Regions from separate parts of the Mus musculus genome. Here regions 1, 2, 4 and 5 are each linked to region 3. The links are chromatin contacts, called in public HiChIP or PLAC-seq and Micro-C maps. All regions are on one chromosome and are shown on one strand. The core of a region is the stretch at or near the end of the contact, and the rest is flanking DNA. Distances in the headings are between cores, read along the strand shown.

Region 1 (5,512 bases), core at 1,151-3,650, 310 kb before region 3:
TATTCACTAATCTGAGGTTTGGACAAGTAATTGAAAGTAATTTGACAAGAACTGAGTCCTCTACTCATTTAGCTCTAAACTGGGATGTTACCTTCCCAAGAAAGGGGTTAAGAATATTAAATGTATTTAGACACCCAATATGGGAGTGCTCAAAACAAACAATCAGCTGCTCCAGGGTTCAAATGAAGGGGCAGGGCCAGCTCCCAAGAAATCTGAAATGGTGAGCTGGCCACTTTTATTTTTTAAAAAGACTTCCTTCCAGGCCTTTGACTTCTCGTGTAGTAGGTGTCCTCCCGGTAACTAGGAGGCTGCAGAGTCCCAAGGCCTAGGGGCCTGAACCATCTAAGATGGTCGATTTCTATCTGGACTGTTGTTGGGGTCTCAATAATTCTTCAAGGTTTTTAAAGTCAGAGTGGGGACTCCCACTTGCCGCTAAGCAGGAGTCCGGACACTTCACGCAGGTTATTCCGTTCTGCCTACCGCCTGGTGTGTGTGTGTGTGTGTGTGTGTGTGTGTGTGTGTGTGTGTGTGTTTGGGCTGGAATTCCGGACCTGCACCCGGAGCAGTACTCCCGACGGATCTCAGCAAGGGCACCCATCCGAAGCCTCAGGAATCCTCCTTCACAGGTGTAGTCGTTGGGGCCAAGGCAGTGGGCGTACCGCACTTCTCCAGTCGGCCGGCTAGCTCGCCAAGGAGAGACCCTTTTCTTCTTTCCGCTTCCTTGCGTTCCTGTGGGGTAGAAGTTCTAGGCACTTGCGGGCCGGGTCTCACAGAGGCGTCCCGCCTGAGGACAGCTCCCGCAGAGATCTATATCTTTGGGCTCTCAATCTGTCCCCGGGATACTCCCCGCTCAGTGAACATCACTCAACATAATCACCCCAAGTATCCCCAATCATATAAAGTCAACTCCCCAAGGTCTGCCTGAGTGCCACAGAAACCTTGGGAACAGACCAAACGCGATTGCTCCTAAGAGACCGGCCGGAGGTGGCTTGGAGAGGAGCGTTGTTACCCGGCTCGGCCCACCCCCTCCACGTTCAGCAGTCTCGAGGGACCGCGGTGGTGGCCGGGAGGTGACAGCCGGACTGTGGGGCGGGCGCAGAGCCCCTCGGAGGCCGCCACACACACTCGCTGTCCTCCCCACTCACTTTGTGCCTCCCACCCTCTCGCCCAGACCCCCGCCCCTCCCCCGCCCGCCTCCGCCCCATTCTTGGAATTGTGTGGAAAAATTCTCAGCCAAACCTCCCACCTCTCCTCGCCTCCCCCCCCCCACTCCCTTTTAAAAACCCCCTTTCCTCCGCGGCCCCTGCACTCTTTGTGAATGAGGGCCGGGAACACGGCCCTTCCCCCGCCCAGGAGCCACGCCAGACCGCCGCACTCAGAGGACTGTTTGTTAATAGTCCAATTAGATAATTGCCATCTTTCACTCCTTTTGCTCCGCATTTCCCATAAAGGAATGAATGGGGAGAGCGGCGTGGAGAGGGCTTCTGCCCCGGCAAGGTGACGAGAAGGGCTGGAGCAAGCTCCTTGCACAAGGCCATGCGCTTGAATTGAATCATTGTGGCCTAATCAATGCTGTTATTGGATTACTGGCTGTTGCTTTTCTCAAAGACATTGTAGCAAGACAATGAAATAGCTAGGGGGAAACTTTTTTTTTGAAGCAGATCTCACAGTTGAGATTTTTTGCTCTCTCTCTCTCTCTCTCTCTCTCTCTCTCTCTCTCTCTCGTATTCCTCCCTCCCTCTACCCCCCCCCCCCCACTCTGAGTACAAAGCTGCCCTTTGAATGGGCTGCCTCAGGGCCGCTGGAGGTGCAGGCATGAAAAAAATCCAACTGGGGCTACAGGAAGAGGGGCGGCAGTTTAAGATGGCTGTCAACGTCGAGGTGTGTTAAGGAGTCGCTTGGGGAGAAAGCTTGGCTTTTTTGGAGTGTGGGGGAGAGACTTTAGGGGGAAACTTTTCTCCTCCCCCCTTCTTTCCCCACCCAGAGGCAACTGCTTTCTATAGCTACAGGGACTGAGGGGGTAACCCCCCCCCATCTGGCTCTATCTGGAGAGTCTAGAGGAACCCCCCTTTAGCCAGTATGTGAGCAGGACGGTCAAAGGCAAAGAGAAAGTTAATAATGCCTGCTAATGGTGTTAGCAATTCAGGATGAATCTTGTCAAAAGTTTTTCTGGAAGTGTGGGTCTTTGATTGTGTTTCCCGAAAGCAAGACCAATCATTTCCGTTTATTCACTGGCTAAACCCCTACTTGATTGGGGACAAGGACAGAAACCATCCATTACGATCTGATATATTATCCAAACAATTTAGTGTATTCGTGAGGTAACTGAAACGTGGGGGCTGCGAAATTACCCGTAATCAATTGCAACAGCGAGTGTGCGTCCCCCCCGGGTGTCGGACAACCACAACTCGGCCGTCTCAGTAACAGGCGGAGCCGCAGCGTTTCGGAGTTGCGCTGTTCGCTACCTGATCGCCAGGCTGGGGACACTGGACGTGCTCAAAGGACGCGGGCGCTGACGAGGCGGCCTCGCCACCGGGATCCTGGACAAGACCCGCCGCCTCTCTACCAGCGCGCCACTCTCCTGTCTGCGCTGACCCTCCGCGGCCGCCGAAGCCACCCCGCGGGGACATTCATTCTGGCGGGCGACCGAGCTTAGGTGCTGCGTTGTAGGGGTTTTGTCCCCTTTTGCTTCTTCTTTTCCCACCCTCCTTCTTTTCTGTGTTTTTTTGTTTTTGTTGTTGTTTTCTTTCTTTCTTTCTTTTTGCCTATGTTCGGGAAACCAGACAAAATGGACGTCCGGTGCCACTCGGACACCGAGGCCGCCAGGGTCTCGAAGAACGCGCACAAGGAGAGCCGGGAGATCAAGGGCGCCGAGGGGAGCCTTCCGGCCGCCTTCCTCAAGGAGCCGCAGGGCGCCTTTTCCGGGTCTGGCGCTTCGGAAGATTGTAACAAAAGTAAATCCAATTCCTCAGCGGACCCAGATTACTGTCGCCGGATCCTAGTCCGAGGTAGGGATGGGCAGGGCTTTGGAACGCGTTCTTTTCGGGGTAATTCCCCTGCCGCAGCTTCGCGTCGCTGCTTAGGGCTGGCGAGGACTTGGGAGAAAGTTGTTGTTGGCCCTTTTCTTTCTTGGGTCCGGTCGGTCGCGGGGACCTGTGCCTGGGGCTCCTCTCAAAGCGCTCTTTCTGGGCCCTAGCAGTCCGGAGGGGCCCCGCAGCACGGTTGCGGGAAGGAATCCAGACCGTGACTGTGGACCGGCCACCAAGCTGGGGCTCGGACCCAGCTCCTCCAGGGGAACGTGCGCGCGTCCTCCGGCCTGCAGGCGTGTGTGCCATGGAGGGCAGAGCGCACCCGATGGAGCAGTGGGCTAGGACCCGTAGCCTCCCGCCGCTGGCCAGAGCCAGCCAGTTAGCTGGTAGGGCTGAGGGCCCTGGCGCTGCGCTCCTGGCCTGGCTGCAGTGGCCTAGAGAGATCGCCGACCTGCGTCGCAGGTCTGCGAATGCCGCCTCTTTGCTTCGCTCGTCCTCGCTCAAGGAGCGGTGTGCGCTCCTCCCGGGCACTGGTGGCGCTGAGGCCCAGCTTCAGCCGGCGCCGCCCCCGCTAGCTGTTAGCCAGGCCCCGCAAGCCGACATTCAGTCCCTCCTCCTTCTGCTGTCTGGACTGAAGCGGGCCGGAGACCCGGGGTAAGGGTGGGGACCACAGGAGTGCAGGCTGCCCTGCAATCTGGGACCATACTGGGAGGTGGGGTTACCAGTAAGAGCCCCTTTGGGCTACTGGGGACTCGGATCACACACCAGAGGCCCCCTAGGCCGGAAGGAGCATTTACCTATTTGGAATTCAGGTTTGTTTTTTGTTGTTGTTGTTGTTTTTGTTTTTGTTCTTGTTTTTTATTGTTTGTTTGTTTCCTCCTCCGGTGTCTGGGAGAACTCTTCAGAGACAGTCTGGTTACTCTCCCAGTTAATAGTATGAAGTTAGCCCCCTTGGCCTCCATACACTCAGAGAATCTCAGCTTTATGATTGCGGCCACCCCATACACTGGCAGCAGCCTACCGGAGATTTGTCCCTAGCTAGCTCTGATCAAGGAGGCAGAGAAAACCGGGGGCGGAGGTTCTGGTGGCTGACGTCTACCCTTTCCTAGATGCCAAGGGGTCTATCCGAGAAATCATCCTGCCCAAAGGCTTGGATCTGGACCGGCCCAAGAGGACTCGCACGTCCTTCACCGCGGAGCAGCTCTACAGGCTGGAGATGGAGTTCCAGCGTTGCCAATACGTGGTGGGCCGGGAGAGAACCGAGCTGGCTCGGCAGCTCAATCTCTCTGAGACCCAGGTACCTAGCTGCCAGGTGCTCACACCACCAGGCTTCCTCTTCCCCTCTCCAGGATGACAGCTTGCCTTTCCTCACAATCTACCTAGCTTTGGACCAAACCTCCCAGGGACGTGGAGGAAACGGAACGAATGGGGACGAAGGTCTTAAGGCTCCCTCCTCTTTATTAAACTGTCTTCTCCTCGTTCACAAATCTGCCAGTCTAATTTCTGCATACCTTGACTTGGCCTAGGGACCCCATATTCTGTCCTTCTGGAATTCTTTTTGACTCTTAGGAATTTTTGGATGGCTTCTGATTTTTAAAAGGCTGTTTTCCCCCATTTGGATACATACCATCTTGGCTATATTCCCAGTAACACCCCATTTTGGGGCTTTTAGCTTTACTCAGCACCTAGATCAATTCTGCAGGAATTAGAAAGCGGTGCCAATTCTCAGAAACCTGCCTGTGCAAAGCTAGCGGCCCCCACCCCTTAAACAGCCAGCCGGACCACCACTCTGGGATCCTAAGAGGCCTGTGCCAATGACAGGGCGTGTCAGTCAGATGGGCAGCAAATCTGGTGACTTGGGTGCCCACCGTGTATATTGTGTCTTTTGCATTTTAGGTCCTCTCCTTACCATAAAGTCCCATGCTGCTTTGGAGCTGACCCTGTGAGCTAAGGGCCCAGAGCATTAGAGGGAGATTTTGTCCCTTCCGGACTGTTGAGGGGTTGGTCAGTTCTCTTTCTAGTTTGTTTTCCTATGCCCAGCCCTGAAGCAGGTGGAGAGCATTTTAGGCCTAAAATCTGGAGGGAATACTGAGAACTGAGGGCAGAACAGATGGGGAAATCTGAGTTTAAGTTGGCATCATAACCTTTTTTTTTTTAATTGTGTTAACCCCCGTTTAGCTTTCAAAGCCTAAATAGGATGGGTTTTCCATACAGCGACTACCCTCCGTTCTAGGCCAGAAGAAGCAGAAGGGAGGGGGTGGAATTTATTTGGTCTCCCCCAGCCTCCTATCTTCCTCCCATGATTCCAAAGTTTCCAGTGGATTGCAGAGGGTGGGCTAAATGAAAAGGAACGTTTAGACCCTTCAAACCAGCTAGTAAAGAAAGGTGGTGGAGAAAGCTGCACAAATGTCTGCTTTCCACCCCGACCTTGTCTGTCTGCAGCTGTCTTTTGCCTAACAAGCAGGGAGCAGTTCCTCAGAGCC
Region 2 (4,882 bases), core at 2,179-4,678, 400 kb before region 3:
AATTGCCCATAAGCCCAGTACTCTGGGCTTAGAGTCTCCAAGCACAAGGCAGACCCAGGCCGTGCGGGATAGCTGCCAGCAATAGAGACAAAGATGCCAAGCAATTCATAGCCTCCAGGTTAACTCAAAACTAACGTCAGCCTCTTGGGTTCTCAGACAACAGTCTCCATTCTTTTCCCATGGAGCATGTAGAAAAAATGGAGTGACCAACATTGGGGAGAGGTTCTAGCCCTGAATCTTCACATCAGCTCCGAGTTCGATCCACACAGCAGGGTCACCGGTCTCTCTCACATTCCACCTGGGCAGCTGTTAGGTCCTTCACCGCACTAATAATCCTAAAACAACGCGTCTTAGCTTTCAGCTTTCTTTTTCTTGTTTGTTGTGTGTTTGTTTGTGCTTTTTGTTTTGTTTTGTTTTGTTTGGGGATAGGATCACATGTAGCCCAGGCTGGCTTTAAACTTGCTGTATAGCAAAGATGACCTGGAATTTATCTTCCTGCCTCTCTCTTCTGAGTGCTGAGATTATTGTCAAGAGTGCCCAGTTTATGTAGCATTGGAACCCAGGGCTTCTTCATATATGCCAGGCACGCATGCGTGCACACATGTACACACACACACACACACACACACACACACACACACACAGCCCCAGCCCTAACCTTAATTTTCTCTAAGCAATAGCAGAGGTGGAAAGCCATCCAACCTTGATGGCTGGGATCACTGAAGAGCTTCTGCTACCCAAGAGCGACCGTTGCCAATGTACTTATAAACCACACGTTTAGAAGAACCTATGCTTTTTCCCTCCTTCCGTCACGTTTCCTATCTTAGACATTTAAGGCAACAGAGGGAAGGACAGATGGAGTAAATATGGGATTCTGTTACGGAGGATGAAGACATCCGACTCAAGTGATGGGTTTCCCTGGCCAACTGCCCACCAATTCTCCACACACTCTGACTGATGAGCAAGCAGCAGGATACAGGGGTGTGGACGCTCCATCTGAGGCACACAGCCTACCTGTTGGTTAGAAGTCCTATGAATGGGTTGGTGAGGAGCTGGACAGTGGCTTTGGAGGCAAACAGCAGCCCAACTTGCACATTCTCATTTAGAAGGTCTTTGTCTTCACTGGGGCAGTCGGGAGGGACAGTCGTGTTGGTCACAGTGTGCTGTGTGGTGGTAGCCTTGGGTGACTCCCCTCCTGGGAGGCCCCCCGTGGCATTCCCCGTGAACACAGTAGAGTTGTTATAGTAAGAGAAGATGCTGTGGAAGCTTTCGGAAGTGGAGGCTGTGAGCGCTGGCCTGGCAGTCTGGATTTCCGTAGTATTTTTCTCGTGCTTAATGCTGTACAGGTAGCTGGGAATGATGGGAACTAGGGACAAGGGCAGGGAGAGAAGAGGCACATCAGAATCTTCTCTGGCAAAAGCCATCAAAAGTGAGGTTGTGTGAAAAGCCAAATGAAACCCAGAAGATGAAACATGCTGCAACAGTTTCACACTGCTTTGTGTGTGTGTGTGTGTGTGTGTGTGTGTGTGTGTGTGTGTGTGAGAGAGAGAGAGAGAGAGAGAGAGAGAGAGAGAGAGAGAGAGAGGACGCCAAGGGTCCCACCATGCCCACGAGGTAAGCAGCTGTGCCCACGTGACTGGCCACAGAGATGTCTGTCATTTACAGGGTTTCTCATTATAGCATTCCCTCAGAGAAATATGATAGAAGGCAAAACACTGACTGAAGTAAGTCAGTGCTGACCAGGGGTCAGAGAGGCTCAACTGACTTCTAAATGGATAAAGCAAGGAAACGAACGTCTAAGTTTCATTATATACTGTGGAGAAAAAAAAATCCAACCCTCGCAGCCGATGATAACCTGGACGTTCTCAACCAAGCAACTCTATGTTGACCTGCAGATTTTACAGCACTCCTCGAGGATCCCGTAGACTTCTACCACAGCAAAGCAAAGTGGTAATGTTATAGAAGCTTGGGCACATGAGAAACATGAAGGACAACTGGGACCCCCAGCTGACTCTCCAGAGCTGAAGACATCAGTAAGATGCTCTCAGACTCTGCAAGTGAGGAGGGGCAAGTGACTCAACGTTTGGGGGTCTGAGGAAAACCAATATATTTTTTGTTGTTCACTGAAAATTGGTTTTCAAAAAGAACATGTGGAATACCTTTCAGCTTGAAGGATTAAAAGGCCTGGTTTTGAACCATCTGGTCTAACCTGTCATTTTGGGAGATTTGTGCTGTCCCTGAGTCCCCCCGTTCCATCACAAAAATACTCTTAGAACAAATACTCTTAGATGTAGGGTGCTTTACCTCAGGGGTAGATGGCGACTTGCTCATTCAGCCGTCTACCAACTGTTTGGCCACTGAACGTCCTAAGGGACAGCAGCAGCTTAGCACACTGGTTCATTTTGACAGAAATCTTTTTCATCTCAGTGCAAGTGGACAAAGGGAAGCAGGCAGTTCAGTTATCAGGAGGAAACACAACTTCTGGGCCTTATCGGATGTCACAGGGTCTGACCTGACCTCCAGGGAAAACAAACCCACAAGTTGCAGCTCCCAGGAGTTGGGGCGAGGAGGGCTTGTGTTCAAGAATGGGTTTTTGTTTTGTTCTCTACACAGCACGTTCTTCAACTTTTTGGGCAGACAGAGCTGCTCAGATAAAGTGAGATGGGGTGCGGAGGACAGGCTTCCTGGGAGGAGGTACATGGTCCTGGGGCTGGGCAGGGGATGCTGTCACCTGGGCTGTAGATGATGAGGACAAGGTGTTGGGGACCCAGTGCCAGGGACGGGCTCCTGAGGACCTGTGCTAGGTGCTAAGGACGAAGTGCTAGTTGCTGGCACTCCCGAGCCATACGTACCTACGACGGTGAGCAGCATGTTGTCTAGCAGCAGCGCGAGGAACACGATGAACAGGATCAGCTTGCGCGAGTGGCGGCTGTCCCGCAGCCATCGCAGCAGCACCAGATCGCTCAGGGCCATAGCTTTGCTTCGCTGTGGGAGCAGGTGCGATCAGTGCCTGGGACGGTCAGGGGTCCCGCGCCACCCGGAGCACAAGGAGTTTCGTCCACCAGCGGTAGCCGGGAACGACAGGGAGTGTCTCGCTCCCCTCAGGCACTGGGATAGCGTCTCAGAGTCACAACGAGCGAGCACGCCTCTATTGCCGTCGGGGACCAGACCTGGGTACCCGGGGGCGCTGCCCTTCCCAGCCGCACCCTGAGTCCCGGGATCCCCGGAGTCTGCCCGCTGCCGTGGAGGATCCCCGAGGGTTCTCTGTCCTCCCCAACCTCGCGTACCTTCGGCTCGCCTGCGACTGCCTGCAGGGTTATATCTCCACACTGCCCGGGTCCCAGTCCGTGCGTCCGTCCCCGCTGCTCCAGGTCTCCTATGCTCCAGCGCCCCAGAGCCCTGCTCAGTTTACCCAGTCCGGCTCTGACGTCACGGACAGCGCTGAGAGGGGGCGGAGAGGGGGGAGCTAGGATACTGGCCTCCGCCCACCCAGAGCTGCCTCTGGGCCGCAGCTGGGGCTGCGGTCACGAGCCCACCCTATCAGATTCTGGGGACGTCTGCAGTGGAGGAGGGGAGGGGGAGTTGAGAAGGAAGCCGCAGGGGCTCTAGAACACAGCCACAGGAGCCCAGGACAAGGAGTCAAAGGTCCTGAAGATAATCAAGGCCAAGGTGTGCAGGCAATGTTGCTTTCTTCTATGCTCAGGCTGGCCAGAATGCTCAGAAGAAATTGTGTGGGCCTCTGAGCTGCCATGTTCATAAAGTGGCCCAAGAAGACATGAATGAAGGCTGTAGGGTGTGCCCCAGGAAAACGTTGGGAACCAGGGCAGACACTTGCATCTCACCTCACTCCCTTTTCCCACTCTATATAGACTGATCCAGGGTCAGAATGCAGCAGGGAGGTTAAAGCTCTGGGCACCTTCAGGTGAGAAAGAAAACAGGTGAAAGGAGACAACGATGAAACAGAAGGGGGGAGTGAAGACTCTCAGAGTTGAGAGCATCCTGCTTGGGATTGACTCTGCTGCACAGAGCGTGTGTGTGTGTGTGTGTGTGTGTGTGTGTGTGTGTGTGTGTGTGTGTGTCAAAGTGTCCATGAAGCCTTGTTAAAGGAGCTTTCTGCCCTCTGTACTATGTCTGGGGTGTGAATGAGTTGGTTAAGAGGCAGAACACCTGAGCAACCGACTTTCTCTGCACAATATCTTCCATTAGGAATGTTTCTGTGATAGACAGTAGACACACACACACACACACACACACACACACACACACACACACGGAGGAGTGCTTTCTGAGGCCCTTCTATAGGGTCAGAGGGGTCAGAGCTGTGTTCTTAGCCACTTAACATCCCTGTTACTGTCGCAGGCTCTCAGCAGAGGGGTCTGGCCTTGTTTTATTAATGCTCGCCTGTTGTCAGCAGGAGCCTGCTAGGAGCAGCCTTGTGGTGTGTGCTCCTCCCAGCTCTCTCTGATTCTCTTCTCTTTAGAGAGAGACCCCCTGCGCTTCCCACCGTTACCCTCCCCCCATGATAAAAGATGTGTGGATGGGAAAAGTAGGTCAGTGACACGGGTCTCTGATATCTCAGAATGTGTGTAACTTAAATATTAAACAGGGAGGGAGAGGGACCCACTCAGGAGGAGAAAGCAGATGGCAGAAAACTAAGGTGGCTGTGGAGAGATGGAATTCATGGGCTGGCGCCCTAGCCCCTTGGCTTTGGAGTTTCCGAACCCAAAGGCTCTGACTTGAGCCACAGAATCAGTGATTTATGACATGTAAGCATTCTTGCCAGACGCAGGAACCCCAGTCTGATATTTCCTAGATTACTGTGCTCTGAAGAGTTATACAGGCTTTCCTCACTTGGCTTCTCCCGGCTCTGAAAAATTGGACC
Region 3 (5,559 bases), core at 1,241-3,740:
GCCTAGGGAATGGTGCTGCCCACAGTGGGCAGCTGATAGAGAATACAAAAGATTTAAATACCATGGAAACAGAGGCAGTTGGTGATGGCCCTTTCTTGCCAGAGAGCTTAGGCGAAGATGACAGCCGGTCCCTAGTATCTAAAGTACTGAATGTAGTCTGGAGCAGTGTCTCAGTGGTTAAGAGTGTTTGCTGCTGCTCTTCCAGAGGACCCGAGTTCAGTTCCTAGCACCCATGTCAACAGCTCACAGGCTTCTGCAACTCTACTACAAAGGGAACTTGATATACCTCTGGCCTCTATAGACACTTGGACTGTGTAAATACATGTACATACGTGTAAGCACACACACACACACACACACACACACACACACACACACACACACAGAGAGAGAGAGAGAGAGAGAGAGAGAGAGAGAGAGAGAGAGAGAGAAAAGAGTGTTAAAGTATTGAATGTTGCACTAAGGGATTGGAGTTTGGCAGAGAACAGTGAGTGGCACATGCCTGTAATAACATCACTTGTAGGTTAAAGCAGAAGGATAGAAAGTCTAAGTCCAGCCTGGGTTACATAGCAAAACCTCATCTCAACAAAACAAAAAACAAATATTCAAACTCAGGGCTTTTTCTTAGGAATGAACACTAACTCCTAGCAGAAGCAGCTGAACAGCCAACTCTGTATCCAGGTCCAGGCACATGTCTCCAGGACACTAGTGGACAGTGCAGTGGTTATTCCTGCCTTTTCATATTATGGCACACCCAAGCCTAGCTGCTTTCCCTTAATTAGAAGGTGTGAGCAGAACCAGAAGGTAGCAGTGGGTGGAGGAAGGGCCAGGGAGAACCCTTCTCTTCTCTATCTGAAGCTCAGCTGAGCTCAGGAGCGTCAGCTGTTGCCCTGATCAACTACTTCCAACCCGAGTCCTCTCTGATTTGGGTGCCTCCTGCTCCTGGCCTTTGGGGCCTTGCTGTGGGACCTTAACTCTTGGATCTGCCTCTGAGATAGTGTGTGTGTTGGTGGGTGGGGTACTGTCACTGTTAGAAAGCAGTCTTGATTAGGAGAATTGGCTTCATCGACACATGTTTTCTACACTCTAGGAGTGGCTTCCAGGTACTGCCAACACCCTGAACAACTGGCCTGGCATCTAGTAGCTCCTGCTTTTAAAACCGCTGTACCCTAGTTTCCAAGCTAGGCATCATGCCACGTAATTGTTTTTAGTCTTGAGAACCTGTTTCTCAGAAGAGGACAAGGAGGCTCAGAGAGGCCCACATACAGCCAGAGACTGCGTTTAGCTATCCTAGTGCAGGCAGAAGACAGTTTGTGAGCACGGGGTGGGAGTCCTCCCCTGAGTTACAACCCCAGCCTGTTTATCACTCTCCTCTGTAGGCTTTGGTAGCAGACCTCAGGTCATCCCACCACCCATAGGCTGCTTGTGGAGGCCTCCCCTAAGTACGGAGATGATGACGAAGTGAGGATGGTGCTTGCCACTGGGATGAGATTCCAGCCAGCCATTTGCTCTTGTGTGATGTTGAAATCATAATTTAAACCTCCCATGCCAAGTTTTCTTAAATGCAGAAACTGACAGCTATGAGATAAGGATATGTGAACGTCAGCATTTAGTGTCAGACCCACCTTGGGGGTGGGGTGGGGAAGACGTAGGGACTATGTTAATGAGATCTTTACCCCTGCATGTACCAAAGAGCAGAGCACCCAGAATCATCTGTTTAGCCAGGCCTTAGCAGGTGCCAGAGGCGCAGGTGTGTGTGTGTGTGTGTGTGTGTGTGTGTGTGTGTGTGTGTGTGTGTGTGTGAGAGAGAGAGAGAGAGAGAGAGAGAGAGAGAGAGAGAGAGAGAGAGAGCAGGCGCCAGCCAGAGGGCAAAGACCAGTGATTCAGTCAACCATGGAAGTTTTGAATTATTAATGTCCTATTTTAATGGGGCCAGGGATGCATCCCGTATATGGAAGGGCAACACAGTCTCTGCGACAAGTACCTCCGTGGGTCAAGAGTTGCTTTGCAGTCCTGTAGGCACCCTGAAGAGGAAAAGTTGGTGGGGGTGCTGGGCCTCAGCCCTGCACAAGTTGTGGCCTGGCTCCCGGCTGCACCAGGGTCTCCAGTGCTTGCTTTGGTGTGCTCCTCTGGGACCTAGGAGCAGAGGCCATTGATGTGGACTGGAGTGTGCTTCGCATGGAATGCTGAGTGTGCAGTGCTTGCTGAAGGGTCTGGCGGGAACTCCAGAGCTTGAAATCCGACCTTGTGCGCTTCTGTGTCCGCCGGGTTGGATCAGCTGCAGAGACCCCTGCTCAGCTATGACCCTCCACCGCCCAAGCTGAGTCCTGGTGCGCTAATGACAGCACGGGGTGTGGCCTCGGCTGGGCGGCGACCAGCGGTTTCAGAGCTTGTGGGAGGAGCCAACTCCCTCCTTCTCCAGGGCCTTGGCTCCGTGGGGCGGGCCCGGGAGGAGCGTGGGGAGGAGCCCGGGCTGCGGCGGCAGCGTCAGAGTGGTGCTCCCGCTGTCCAGAGGCTCAGACCTAGCTCGGGAGCCTAAGATTTAGCACCGGAGGCTCCTTTCCCGGGCTGAGGCTGCAGGACCATGGCGGACAAGGAAGCTGGCGGTGGAGACGCCGGGCCCCGAGGTGAGTGCGGGGCAAGGGGCCGGTGGCTGATTGCCGTGGCTGTGATGGGCTGAAGGGCTGGAAGGGATGAGGTGTGCTGTATATCGCACCTGGCAGCCCAGTCGAGGGCGTTAGAAAAGTGGGCTCCTTGGTTCGGTCTTGCCTCCCTGGCAGGATCACAGAGCTTCTGGACAGGACTTCAGGCCCACTGGGTGGGAGGCCGCCCTTCAGTCACGTGGTAGGTTTGTGCCGGGGTGTGGACTCTGCAACCAGGACTAAATCCTCAGCTGGGGAACCCTAGTTGTTTCCATCACGGGCTGGCTCCTTGGTCAGGGCCGGTTATCATTCCCAAGAGAACCGCCCCTCCTGTCCATCGCCTGAGCACAGTGCTGGGGATGCTACTGCTGACCTGGTAGATGGCCGGCCGCCAGGTGGCCCCGGGTCCTCAACGGCTCCTTTCAGTGACTCAGTGAGGCAGGAGGTAAGATCCTTGGAGAAATCAGATTTAAAACTATCCTCTCTTGCCAGCCCATCCCTCCGGACATAGGAGCCGGAGTGGCGGCAGCAGCTGCAGGCCAAAGGGTGTCCCACCGCTCTCCTCTCATCCTCCAGGATTCTCTGGATTGGTGGTGGTGGTGGTGGGGGGGGGATTACAGAGACTGGGCTGTTCAGTACTTGTCAGAGGCGTGTGTGTGTGTGTGTGTGTGTGTGTGTGTGTGTGTGTGGCAGGGAGCGAGCGGGTTTGGGGTGTCCCATGCAGAGTACTGAAACCTCGCTTCTTACCTTTATGGTAGAGCAGGTCTTTGGGAGCATGGTTGCCGCTTAGATGGTGAGGGAGGGAGTGACTGGGGATCCGGGAAGAGAATGAAATGCTTTCCCAGCCAGAGTTGTAAATCAAGGCTTCGCCGCCCGCACAGGGGATGGGCTGGTCAGGATTCCAGTCTTCTTCCTGTGCATCTCAAGTGGGGAAAGTTGATTGCGGGAGGCGCTGCGCGTGTCCCTGACCTAACAGGGCCTTGGCTAGAGTGGATACCCGAGCCAGCTTCCCAGGAGCTCTAAGCAAGCTGCTGTGCAAGGATGACAGTAGCATGCCCGGACTTAAGGCGAAATCCAGGTTGCGGAGGAGAGCTCTGTGCTTTACAGAGACCCAAAGCCGGGAAACTGAGGCCAGCAGCCATGCAGCTGGTTGACATTGGCAATTGTTTTCTCTGCCCTGGTGTGGGTTGGATACAGCCCCCTCTTCTGTTGCTCTCCTAGCTGCACCTGCCCCCTCCCCAGCCCATTGTTCCTGCGGATCTGGGAGGTTCCTCCCCAGCCTTCAAGCACTGCAGTGGCTAAGGAGTGCAGGGTGGGGGCTGGGAACTCACAGAAGGGGAGAGGCACAACCCCAGTCCAGGCGGTGTAACTCAAACAGGCACCCTGACCGTGTCTCCTGTCTTGACCTTCACTAGCCTGTGGACACAGGCCACAGACGTCAGGTGCTGGCAGTTGCTTTGTCTGAGCATCACTAAGCAATTGATCGACTCATTTTCCTCACCTTTCTTCTTTACATTGGAAAAAAAAAATCCCAACATTTAAGATGATGGTGAGAGGTGTCACAATTGCTTTAAGCTTGAGAGTAACTGATCCAGTTTCCTGTCTATCATGCTGAGATAATGAGTGGGTGGTTATACCAAATGCAAGGTTGGGTATAAGATCTGTCAAGTCAGAATTGGAGGCAGGGATATGCACCCACTCCCCAGCCCTGATTTGTCTTGTGAAGTCACCTTGCTGCTTCTATCCTATCCTATACATACACACACACACACACACACACACACACACACATACATGCACACACTCACACACATGCACACACTCACACACATACACACATATATACACATGTACACACTCATATACATATATACATATACACACATGCACACACATATACACACTCATACACATATATACCAACAAACACACATACATACACACAAACACATATATACACATACACACTACACACACATACACTCATATATGCATGCACACACTCAAACAATACATATACACATACACACATGCACACACACATATACATACTCATATACACCAATAAACATATACATACACACAGACACACACATACACACATAAAGCACACACATACACACATGCATACACACATACATACACACAAGCAAAAATACATACACACAAACACACAGAGCTGGGACAGATTCACACCTATCATGGGAAACATATCATTGCTCACCTGGGTTTCTTGTAGGGTGTTTTTAGATTCCAAGGAGTTCAAGGCACCTTGGTATGGAAAACATCTGGAGCCTAGTCACCCGAAGGGCAAGTGTGCCTGGCAACTCATTGTGCTTTTTTGAACTGTCATCCCTTTATGATTTACAGGACAAATCAGTGCTGGAGAATGGGTGCCCATCCCTGCCTCCAATTCTGACTTGGAGATACACACACACACACACACACACACACACACACACACACATACAAATGGGGGATCAGAGTCCCATTTACTTCTAAGGTTTTGCCATTGTGTGTCCTTTGCCCAGTGATGCATATGCACTGTTTTATTTCTCAAGTCTCATAATAAATGTGTTATCTGCATTTCTTTTACTGATGAGAAATTTAAACATCAAGTAGACAACCTGTCCAAGGTCACAGATTTAGGAAGTTTTGATTAGGATGCAGGCCATCTGATTCTACCTATTTTTGGCCCTCACTGGTGTCATTGGTGGTCACCATACTGTTAGGGATGACAAAGTAGTTGCTTTTCAAGGGATTTTTTCAAGGATGCTCTTGATGCAAATGAATGGATGGATGGATAGATAGATGGATGGATAAGCAGATGGATGGATGAATGGATGGATGGATGGATGAACAGATATATATATATATATATATATATATATATATATATATATATATGCATGCATGC
Region 4 (5,251 bases), core at 265-2,764, 330 kb before region 3:
AAACTCCTTATTCTGGTTGTTTGTCTTTGTTTTCCTCTCTTCACCTCCACTTTGCAATAAATAAAATCAAAGGGTAGCTGCCTGTCCATGTGTGAATACCATGCCGGCGACTGCTCTTTGAAGAATCCACATTTTAAAATTGTATTCCATGAGCTCGGAGGAAGAACCCACAAACTGCTGTGATGTAATTTGAAACCATCAATAGCCCCTCTTAAGGTTGTCTTTATTGTGGGAAGTCAAGGTAATGGTTTTGCCGCTGTCTAATTTCTTCCCGATGTACAGCTTAGCTTTTACAGCCTTACAATGAAAGGCGTCGATCTGAGGCCCTTTTTGTGGCCGATTAACAGTTTAAACTGGTTTCCTAACCCTGTCACAACTAGTGGTCTGATAGAAATAGTTTCTGTGGGGACATTCATAACTCTGCAAATAATATCTTTTTTTTTAATCTGCCAATTCTGACCTCCTCTGACAAAAATTAAAAGTGGAGCGGAAAAGGTTGTGTACATACATGTCTCACCTCCAAGTACAGGTTGGTACAAATGACTACTCAAGAGCTGTTAGTTCCCTGGTTCTTGTCACCCTGTTGTCACCATAATCTTCGGAGAAAGCGTTCAAGTAGCTGGCTACACAGAGCTGGACACACACAAGCCTTCTTGGATGTGAACTGTCCAGACAGGAGCATTGAATTTTATCGCAAGAGTTAGGAAAAAAAAAAAAACAACCAAACAAAAACAAAACAAAACACATTTCGTTTGACTGCTCTTGGACTTTGGAGGATGAAAGGAGGCAAAGAAGACACTAACCCAGAAAAAACACTTCCCCTCTCTACCACTGAAGGATCATCAGTGTATCAATGTGGAGAGAGGAGAGAGAGAGAGAGAGAGAGAGAGAGAGAGAGAGAGAGAGAGAGAGAGATCTCAAAATAATCAATTTGTGGTTTAAAAAAAAATGTTGGCCTGGAGATATTTTGGTGCTAAGAAGTTCCTCTGAGACAGAAGACCCTCTTTAACTCTCAAACCCACGGCTCACCCAGCGCTACCTTTGGGTAAAACTGCCTCTTTCTCCAAAGGGAGGGGCAAAGCGAAGAAATTACAAGTAGCAGTGACGGTGTTATGGGGCCCAGACTGGTACCCACCCTCGCAAGGTGCTGGGAAGGTAACCCTCGCCCCTAGGATCTGGAGAGCGCCCCCCCAGGGACCCTCCTCTGGCGCGGGAATGCGTAGGTAGTGTCTTTTTGCTCCATCTCGGGAGTTCCGGAGTTTGAGGTCCCTGTACTAGGAGAGAAAGGCTTGAAGGAGTTCTGAGGCTGGGCCAGTCGCCGAGGTAAGGTCCCTAGGCCATCAGGATTCAGGTGGAGACTCGGAGATCTTGTCAGTGCGCGGGTCACCAGCTTTTTGACTATCTCCCGAAGGTCGTCGCCCAAGAGACAAGGAAAAACCTCGCGGGCCCCTACGGGTGTGCTCCCAACTCGGCCGCTGCCTAATGCAGAGCGCAGAGCAGTACTTGGGACAGGAGCTTCCAGCCGAACACCGGGGACTCCGCGAGGCTCCGGGTGGCACTATCGCCCCCTGCCCCCAACTACTTCCTCCGTCCCCCGCAAATGCTACTACGGGAGAAATGTGCCCACCCTGACTCGCCCGGACGAGCCCCGGGCTGCGACTTCCTCTGCTCCGTCTCTAGATGAGTCTGGGTCGGCTCTTACCTTCCCTGACCGGGGACACTCGGAGCAGGGCCGGGAGGACGTGGCCGAGTTTCAGGCCCAGTCCCTCTATAAGCCCCGCGGCTCGGGTGCCTCCCGAAGCAATACCTTCCGCTCTTTTCCTCCCCCAGTTTTTCCAGCGGCACGATTCTTTTCTGGGTTATTTTCTTTCCTTCTCTTGGTGTCAACCCTGCAGCTTCCCTCTCTCGCCCCCTTCCCCCGATCCTTTCCCCTTTCACTTTGCATCCCCCCCCGCCCCCACTCTTTAGTTTAAGTCTGAGATGACCTCCAAAAACCTTTGTAAAGGCAATAAACCAAAATGCCAGACGCACCGTGTGTGTGTGTGTGTGTGTGTGTGTGTGTGTGTGTGTGTGTGTCCCCTGTGGCTTCTAGAAGGCAAATTGGCCCGGGAAGGGTTTGGACCTGCTTCCCCCAAAAAGGCCCAAGAGCTTTCAAACACCCGAAAGTCAGGAGACAATGAGTTGTTGATACCTGGGGACAACGTCCTGCCGTGAAGCCCCCAGCCCAAGCCCATTTCACAGATGCAAGACCTGAATCTGGGAGGTTACCGCCAAGTGTCAGAATCGTCCCTTTACTTATGTCGAGGATTTCAGCCTTTAGAATACAAACGGTGCCTCTTGTTTTCCCGGATTATTTGGTTTCTTGATGTGTTTTTTTTTGGGTGGGGGGGGGGCTGGTTTAAGCGTGAGGAAGAAGAAAGGAGCAAAGATAACCACGTGCCTTCCAATACAGTGAAATAGCAGCCTGGAATTACAGCTACCGAACCATCAAAAATGAAACTGTTTGTGGGCATCTGAACCCTAGCCATGTAATTGGACACATTTATCAACAACAACAACAACAAAAAAGATATTGCACAGGTGAAAGAGATTTGACAATTGCTTCCGCGTTTTTTAAATTTTTTCCCCCAAAATTGTAGAGAGAACTTTCCCTGAATACAACAGACTGAATGTTTCAGCTCTGAACATTCAGTATAGCCTTAGTCACTGCAGGCTACAGTTATCATAAATCACCCTTAAAGTGTGTATTAAAGTGACTGAAATTTTGTTCTTTTTTTTTTTTTTTTTTTTTTTTTAAGAAAAAACAGTCTCTGAAGTTGTGCACGTCCTAACCTTTACAAATAGACTTTCGGTGCTACTTGAACGTGGTTCCCTTGAACTTTTTCTTGGAGAAATTTCACATTATTTGTATGTTTCTAAGACTCCTTTTAAAAATAAAAAGAGAGGTTGGAACCACAGACATCAATTTTCCCGCTGGCTTCTTAGAAACAAATTTCTCCCTGTGTGCCTATATCTTACTCTGGTGTAGGCAGATGTGTGTGTGTGTGTGTGTGTGTGTGTGTGTGTGTGTGTGTGTATGTGTGTGTGTGGGGGGGGAGATGCTGGGGGTGCATTCCTGGAGAACTCTGCTTTAACACACATACTGAATTAACACAGGTTCAAGCATCCTTTGAGTATCTGGGTGGCAGGGATTTAGAGGGTTGAGCCCCCAGACCATATGCTGGGTACGCTAAGGAGGCTGTAAAAACTCCTGGTCAGGATCATGGAGGTGGGAGACAAAATCCAAAGCTGTTCATCATCTTGACAGAATATCCACTTAGACTGAGTATTGGGATCAAAATTGTTCGAAGACTTGTGCCCCTTCACATTTGCTGGTCCGGGCTTTTCCAAGGGCCACCTCTGGGTACCGGAGGGCTCACCAAGGACAACTGCTTCAGCATTTGAAATTCTTTGTAAGGAACTATTTGCTTTGAATTCTTCCCAGGTTTTTAGTAATAATTTGAACCGATGCTGAAATCCAAATTATTTTACTTTCATCCTATTGTTTAGCAGCTAGCTTTTCCAATTAAGGTTTCTCTCCTTAAAAAAAAAATTACCTTTTCTGCCTTAACTTTATCCACAAACTGGCTCTTTGTTTAGCTTTTTTTTTTTTTCCTGTCAACCACTAAGGATTTCTATGACAGCAATGTGCATTACTGACCAAATCTCCAAAGCAAGTTCAACAGTTGCTGTTCACATACAGGGGTAGCTTTTAGCCAAAGTCCCATTAAGTCAGTCCAAAAACGGCAGAGGGTGGATTTTCAGAATAATAAATACAGGTATTAAAAGAAAAAAAAAACCAACAACATCATTTCTGTCTGACAACTAGGAATTTGGTTTTTTTTCAAGTGGATGCTTTTATATTAGAAATTTCAAATTAATTATTGTAATAAAAATGTAAGTTGTGGACCTCCAACAAGTGTCCAGGCTAGGCTGCTGCTCCACTGGAGGTCTGAAGCTTATAAAACATGCAAGGTCTGCATGGCCAGCCTTAGCACAGCTAGCCTCCTTGCATCCTTCTCTGTAGACAACCTTAAAAGAGATGGCAAGGTGCACTAAATGGTGGTGAGTGCTCCGTGCAGCACAACTCAGCATCCCCATGTCCGACTGCAGCCCTCAAGGAGACAGACTCAGAAATGCAAGGGGAAATAACAATGACTAAAAAACTACATGCTCACCCAGAGAATTTTAAGCAAGTTAGTCTGTAGCCTACACAGAATGTTGCTGTTATTTAAAACCACTTCGTATATGTTTCATGTCATTCAAAAATGTTTCCCAAGAGGAAACAAACTTGCCTAATGTTTCATTAACTGCAAAACTAAATTGGACTTGAATTTTTGGATGATCTGACTCTACCCGGTTGTGAAAGAACCCTGCCAGTCCTTGGTCAGACTGTTTTCTGTCTGTGTGGTAGGTTACACTGGATCATCTCCAAAAGCTGCAGAAGGGTCACTGTGGCCCTGAATTTTTTTTTTTCCGTTTTGTCTTAACAAATGTTTGTTTAAAACAAAGCTGTGATTTCCCCCACAGATCTTGATTTAAAATAAGTGCTCGCTTTTCATCTGATTTAAATTTTCTTCTGAGGTCCAGAGAACACAGAAAACAGAAAGGCTCTGATTTGCTGATTTGAAGGACTTGCTGGTTTCAATATCCAAGACTCTGCAAACTACAGGTTTTTCTGTTGTGCAATGCAGGTGGTAAAAAGCAGGTGAGTCTGGCCGAGGGTATAAAAGGGGTGGGCTGCGGCAGAAGAACGCTCTGGCTGAGACCAAAGCCTGAGGCTGCAATGGTGTTTTTGTGGAAAGCTGATGAAATTCACAATGGTCCCTAAGCTAAACTCATAAGCCAGCAGTTCCAAAGCAGCTCTCTGAGATTGCAACTGGTACCCTAAGCCCTTTGGGGCTCAGGACACCCCAGCTCAGAGCACCTCCAAAGCAAGCCACCTATAGCAGAGCAGAAACTGCTAGGAGGAGAAAGATCTTTTGCTTTTGCTTCAAGAAGAAGGTTGCTTTTCCTTCGAGCCCTTGTTTGTTTTTGCCTCAGCATTTCCCTACCAGCAGGAGACCATTACTCGGGACAACGTTCTATTCCATCGTCATTATCTCCCACAGAACTAAAACAATGCTCTGTTTGGCCTCCCAGGCAGGGGGGGGGGTGCTCTGCTTCTGCTTAAGCAGAGTTTCGGGCTAAGTTTTTGACCCCTGTCACTTGG
Region 5 (5,250 bases), core at 646-3,145, 480 kb before region 3:
CCAGATATAAGCAAACTAAAAGGAGGATTGATTTTTAGCTTATGGTTTCAGAGGTGTCAATCCATCAAGTCAGGGAGGGCGTGGCAAAGCAGAGGTAAGCTCAATCCCTCCCAACCAACAGAAATCCAGAAGAGTGTAGGAAGAGGCTGGGACCTATCCCCAAGGACACTGCCCTACTGACCCGCTTCTTCCAGCCAGGTCCTCCCTCCCTGCTTTCACAACCTTCCAATAATGCCATCATCATATTATGAACCCATAAAACATCCATTCCTTAAGCCAGTCCTCAGGCCCTAAATCATTTGGGCAAATGCCCTCAAAGACACTCCCAGACACACATTTAGGCCTCCCTAGGTGTTTCTCAGTCAATCTGGTTGATAAGATTTCATTACATTATCAATTTGCTTCCAAAGTTCTATACTTGGCTCAGCTGGGTCAGAACTCTGGTTTAAGGCTCCAATCACCCAGTCAAGACTAGAAAGGATCCCTGTACTGATGTCTCAAGAGCCAGCCTGAATCCACGAGGGTTTTAGTAGCGGAATACCTGACCTCCCTAGGACTAGACAAGTTGTGTCGGTGAGGACAGATAAAAACTGTGATGTAACAACTGAGTAGTCAGAAAGCACCAGAGGAAACACCGTTGCCAGGGAACACAAAGGCTTCTGGCTCTATTGGTACCCTCTGCAAAATCTTCCACTTTTCCCAGTCTCTGCATCTCCAACTCTCCTTTATGGAGCAACTGGGACCTGATCCCTGATCGGCTTTTTAAATTTTTATTATTTTTTATTTTCAAAACCAAAAAGCTAAGCTGAGCGGTGGCGGCATACGCCTTTAATCTCAGCACTTGGGAGGCAGAGGCAGGTGGATTTCTGAGTTCGAGGCCAGCATGGTCTACACAGTGAATTCCAGGACAGCCAGGGCTACACAGAGAAACCCTGTCTCGAAAAACAAACAAACAAACAACCCCCCCCCCCAAAAAAAACCTCCAGCATCCTCCGTGTTATTATGCCAAGTAGAAACCAAGGACTTAGGATCCCACGATGTGACCCCTAAGCAATTTCTTTACTATGCCACGGGTACCACGGGTTATTCTGTGAAATTGGTAGGCACTAAAAGTAATGGCCTGAGGGATGGACTCCGGATAATGCCCTCAGAGAGGAAAGAAGGGAGGAGGGGGGCGTGAACAATCTGAATGGAGTCGCTAAGACACCTTCCAATATGCTGGCAAATTCACTCAGCTCACCCACTCCTCCCAGACCTCAAATAAACTTCTTTCTCACTTAAATTGAAATCCCCAAGGTAGGAAAGTTAGTCCCCTTCTCGCGGTTCCGCTTGGTCCCTTCTCGGGGCCCATTCTCTGCGGATGCAGGTCTGCCGGTCTGTGCGGGCTAGCGATGGCAATCCCTGATGCAGTCTGTCCTCTGGCCGGCTCGGGCAGTGTCCCAACCGCCTGTGCTCAGGCTCTCTGCGGCGCTGCCCTGCAGGGGAGGCAGCAACACACTGAGGGATGCTGGGCGGTCGCCACAGAGGTATCCGGCAGGACCCACGGCCGCCGCGGGGGATGGGCGCGGAATAACGGACGGCCGCGCCGGGCCCCGTCAGCCCGACTTATCCAGGTCTCCTTCCGTTATCTCGCGCCCTCCGGAGACGACGGACGCACGGATCGCCGCGCCGCCGGCGGCAGGAATGCAGGGGCGTGGGGGGAGCGGCGCTGGAAGCGCGCCGAGAGGTGGGAAAGGACCCGCGTCCAAGCGCGCCGGGGCGCCCGGCGCCGGGGGCGCGCACGCTCTGACGTCACGCGCCGCTCGCCCAATGAGCGCAGGCTCTGTGGGGAGGCGCCGTTCCCGCCCTCGCCCGCCGCCGGTCCGCCGCTCGGGCCGCCCCCGGGGGAGCGTCTGAGGAGGCGCGGGGCCGCGGCGGGCTAAGGCGCCGCCAGGCAGCGTCGGACTGCGGACGCTCGGTTCGGGCCCAGGGAGCCGCTCATCCGCGACCGATGTCCTCAAGATGGAGGCGGCGGGGGCGACGGCGTGAGGAGGAGGGCGGCGCGGAGAGCGCGGGAGCAGGCCGAGGGTTGCGGCGGGGGCGGCGGGATGGGGCTGCTGCTCCTGATCCTGGCGTCGGCCGTGCTGGGCTCGTTCCTCACGCTGCTCGCACAGTTCCTGCTACTCTACCGCAGACAGCCCGAGCCGCGGGCGGACGAAGCGGCCCGCGCGGGCGACGGCTTCCGCTACCTTAAGCCGGTGCCGGGCCTGCCCCTCAGGGAGTACCTTTATGGCGGCGGCGCCGAGGAGCTCGCTGCTTGCTCCTCCGAGGCCGGCGCCAGCTCGACCCCGACCCCCGACAGCCCGGCCCCGCCGACGCTGGAGACCTGCTACTTCCTCAACGCCACCATCCTGTTCCTGTTCCGGGAGCTGCGGGACACCGCGCTCGCCCGCCGCTGGGTCACCAAGAAGATCAAGGTGGAGTTCGAGGAGCTGCTGCAGACCAAGACGGCCGGCCGCCTGCTGGAGGGGCTGAGTCTGCGCGACGTGTTCCTGGGCGACACGGTGCCCTTCATCAAGACCATCCGGCTGGTGCGGCCCGTGGTGGCCTCGGGCACCGGCGAGCCCGACGACCCCGACGGGGACGCGCTGCCCGCCACCTGCCCGGAGGAGCTGGCCTTTGAAGCGGAGGTGGAGTACAACGGCGGTTTCCACCTGGCCATCGACGTGGACCTGGTGTTTGGCAAGTCCGCCTACCTGTTCGTGAAGCTGTCTCGCGTGGTGGGGAGGCTGCGCTTCGTCCTCACCCGCGTGCCCTTCACCCACTGGTTCTTCTCCTTCGTGGAGGACCCGCTGATTGACTTCGAGGTGCGCTCCCAGTTCGAGGGGCGGCCCATGCCCCAGCTCACCTCCATCATCGTCAACCAGCTCAAGAAGATCATCAAGCGCAAGCACACCCTGCCCAGTTACAAGATCAGGTGAGAGGAGGGTCAGGGGAGCCGAGGCTACCCGGGGGAGGTTAGCCAGGGAAGGGCCAAGGCAGATTCCCAGCACGACCCTGGCCTGCAGTTTGCTTCCACCTGGACTGAGGCCCCCAAGCAAAGAAAGGCGGGTAGTGGGCACTTCCCGTGCTGCCAAGGCAGCACAGGGAGCTGGAGGCCTGAGCGCCTTGTCCCTGGCCAGTCAGTGAGTGCCTCTCCTGGGTCTGTTGAGACACACTTGTGTGTGGTTGTTGCAACCGGAAGGCAGCGGCTGTGTCTGCCTTTGCAGCATCTCCTGCACCACGTGGAAAAGTTGTTCCTGGGCACATTGCAGACCTGAAGGGCGTGCTCACATCCCGGGTGTTTCTGTGTGGCACGGGCCTTGGCAGCTCTCCGGGCAGAGGCACGGGTTGTTGTAGAGGGATGTGATTTGGAGGAGTTGAGTCCGGTGCCAGGTGGTCTTCTCTGTGAATTTGGGGTAACTGTCATCTGCCCTTGGGAAGTAGGCTCCTCACCACAAACAGACCCAGACTTCTCAGGTGTCTACTCCCGGTGGCTGTTCCTTAACCCAATACTCCAAGTCACCTTGTGGGTAATATTTTAAAGACAGTGATTTGAAGTTTTTTAAAGTTCCTCTGTATCTGGCTTTATGTGATGCACTTCTGATTAGTTAATGCATGAGTTTTCTTTTGATGAATTGGAAGTGGAAGGGGAAATGAGTATTTGGAGGATTAGAGGTTTCATAGGTGGGACTTGGAAGGCTTGGTGCAGTAGAAAGGCTCCTGTTTCTTTTAAAACGACCAAATCTTCAACTTCTCTTTCTATCCTCCTTTAACTTTGTGTTCAGTACATAGAACATTTTAGGTTTTGTTGTTTAATCTGAAATATGAGTCTAGTATTGCCTTACATTACTACTGCTCTTTAGTGGAGATTGAAGACCCCAAAGTCTGTGGCACAATATAATGCAGGAGTAGTGTAGATTTGGGATGGATTTTTGCTTTGTGGAGCTTGTACTTCACTAGTTATGTTTTATTGAGAATAAACAACAGTTTAAACTTTGGGTGGTGAGAGAACTGTTGTGTGGAGCACATATTTCCATGGATTTGTAGGGGATGGTGAACTGGTCATATGCTATGCAGGATTTCTGGTTCTGTAAAGGAGATGTAGTTTATGAAACCTGTTTTTACATGGCTGCATTATGAGTTGTAGGTTTTAAGCAGTGATGTATTTATAGCAGTGTGTTGCTTAGAAAGTCATAAACAAAAGTTGTTACAAAGTTTGATAATCACAACTCTTGATCAGTCAGAAACCACTGCAGAGTACATCACTCAATATGTAGTTTTATCCTCCTTACTTTTCTCAGTGCTCAGGATTCAATACTGATCAGAAATAAATATTGCCTTCACCTTCATAAAGTTTAGAGTTCAGTAAGAATTGATTATTATCTACTTAATAACATTTAGACCCAGGTGGAGTTGATGGAAGGTTGAAATTACTAGAAAGCTGCTATTGGGTTGGTAAACGGAACTAGAAATGTGGGGATGGGAGCACTGGCTGAGGAAGTGATAGCTTGTGTTGTTTGCCCAGCACTTCTCCAGAGGTTTGCTACACTAGTGACAGTGTGGGCCTGACTTCAGGTAAGAGAATGGATTTTATAGCTTCTCTCAGACATATCATCATTCTCACAGAGAGAAAGTAGCTAGTATTAATCCCGTTTTATTGTTGAAGGAATGAAGCACATGGTAGTTAAATAACCTCCTTAAGTCATACAAGCAGTCAAGTGGTGAAAAATTGAGGCTACCTTTTTAATTTTTTGTAACTAAAGGAATTTATTTCAACTTCACTTTTTTATTTTTGGACTGGGAATTATCCACCAGTTAATGCTTATTGGTTTAAATTTTTTGCTTTCCTGTTTGCAAAAAACTTATAAATTATTCTGATTGGATGAAGAAAACTACACAAAAAAAGTTTCTTAAGCTTTTAGAATTAAAAATAACATTTTACACAACCCAAACCTTTAACCCCAAATCCAGAATGAAGTCTCTTAAGTACATTAGAATGACTACATTTAATTATCTTGATTATTAGTGTATATATATATATATATACACACACACACATATATATATAAAATGTTCCTAAAGCAGAAAAGACTAGGAAATGGGAGAGGTTGTCTTCTTTGATCCTGATAATTGTTGACATCACTGTGACCCATGGTACTGGGGATGAAACAGTCCGAATACTGAGCTTCACCACAGTGCTTCCATCCCCAACTTTTTCTGGTTCTTAAA

Evidence for each region. A called contact is a pair of places that touch in the nucleus more often than the background predicts. HiChIP or PLAC-seq counts read pairs in DNA pulled down with a chosen protein or histone mark.
Region 1: a contact with region 3 is called in an H3K4me3 HiChIP or PLAC-seq map of embryonic stem cells, with 13 read pairs. The contact joins the promoter of Vax1 here to the promoter of Hspa12a in region 3. A contact is called at or near these places in 2 of 39 promoter capture datasets (both in embryonic stem cells), 2 of 484 Hi-C or Micro-C datasets (both in embryonic stem cells), 8 of 115 datasets of contacts at active chromatin or transcription factors (bone marrow-derived macrophages, embryonic forebrain, embryonic stem cells and 3 more) and 2 of 9 other capture datasets (embryonic stem cells and liver).
Region 2: an H3K4me3 HiChIP or PLAC-seq map of forebrain shows a contact between it and region 3, with 4 times the contacts expected there. The contact joins the promoter of Slc18a2 here to the promoter of Hspa12a in region 3. A contact is called at or near these places in 2 of 115 datasets of contacts at active chromatin or transcription factors (embryonic hindbrain and forebrain).
Region 4: a contact with region 3 is called in an H3K4me3 HiChIP or PLAC-seq map of embryonic forebrain, with 2.9 times the contacts expected there. The contact joins the enhancer-like site here to the promoter of Hspa12a in region 3. A contact is called at or near these places in 6 of 39 promoter capture datasets (cranial neural crest, embryonic stem cells, hippocampal neurons and 3 more), 13 of 115 datasets of contacts at active chromatin or transcription factors (bone marrow-derived macrophages, craniofacial prominence, embryonic basal ganglia and 9 more) and 1 of 9 other capture datasets (adipose tissue).
Region 5: a Micro-C map of embryonic stem cells shows a contact between it and region 3, with 2.4 times the contacts expected there. The contact joins the promoter of Pdzd8 here to the promoter of Hspa12a in region 3.

Annotation. Positions count from the first base shown.
Region 1 is chr19:59,167,285-59,172,796 of GRCm38.p6, reverse strand. It overlaps Vax1 (ventral anterior homeobox 1), which reads left to right and starts at 2,400. Exons shown (of 3, transcript NM_009501.3): 1 at 2,400-3,008; 2 at 4,139-4,326. The coding sequence starts at 2,768. 4930442E04Rik (RIKEN cDNA 4930442E04 gene) reads right to left here and starts at 1,016. Exons shown (of 2, transcript NR_167767.1): 1 at 552-1,016.
Region 2 is chr19:59,259,424-59,264,305 of GRCm38.p6, reverse strand. Slc18a2 (solute carrier family 18 (vesicular monoamine), member 2) reads right to left here and starts at 3,428. Exons shown (of 16, transcript NM_172523.3): 1 at 3,288-3,428; 2 at 2,853-2,985; 3 at 1,015-1,366. The coding sequence starts at 2,973.
Region 3 is chr19:58,857,915-58,863,473 of GRCm38.p6, reverse strand. It overlaps Hspa12a (heat shock protein 12A), which reads left to right and starts at 2,490. Exons shown (of 12, transcript NM_175199.3): 1 at 2,490-2,627. The coding sequence starts at 2,585. It overlaps Gm52393 (a long non-coding RNA gene), which reads right to left. Exons shown (of 2, transcript XR_003952907.1): 2 at 1,897-3,555.
Region 4 is chr19:59,190,529-59,195,779 of GRCm38.p6, reverse strand. No RefSeq gene overlaps it. Among named protein-coding and RNA genes, the nearest start is that of 4930442E04Rik, 21 kb to the right of the region's middle. Within about 2 kb of position 1,514, at least 18 of the 459 cell types and tissues checked have an H3K27ac peak or open chromatin away from gene starts, as enhancers often do. A contact at or near this core is called in embryonic forebrain, where this site is marked.
Region 5 is chr19:59,342,425-59,347,674 of GRCm38.p6, reverse strand. Pdzd8 (PDZ domain containing 8) reads left to right here and starts at 1,895. Exons shown (of 5, transcript NM_001033222.3): 1 at 1,895-2,956. The coding sequence starts at 2,088.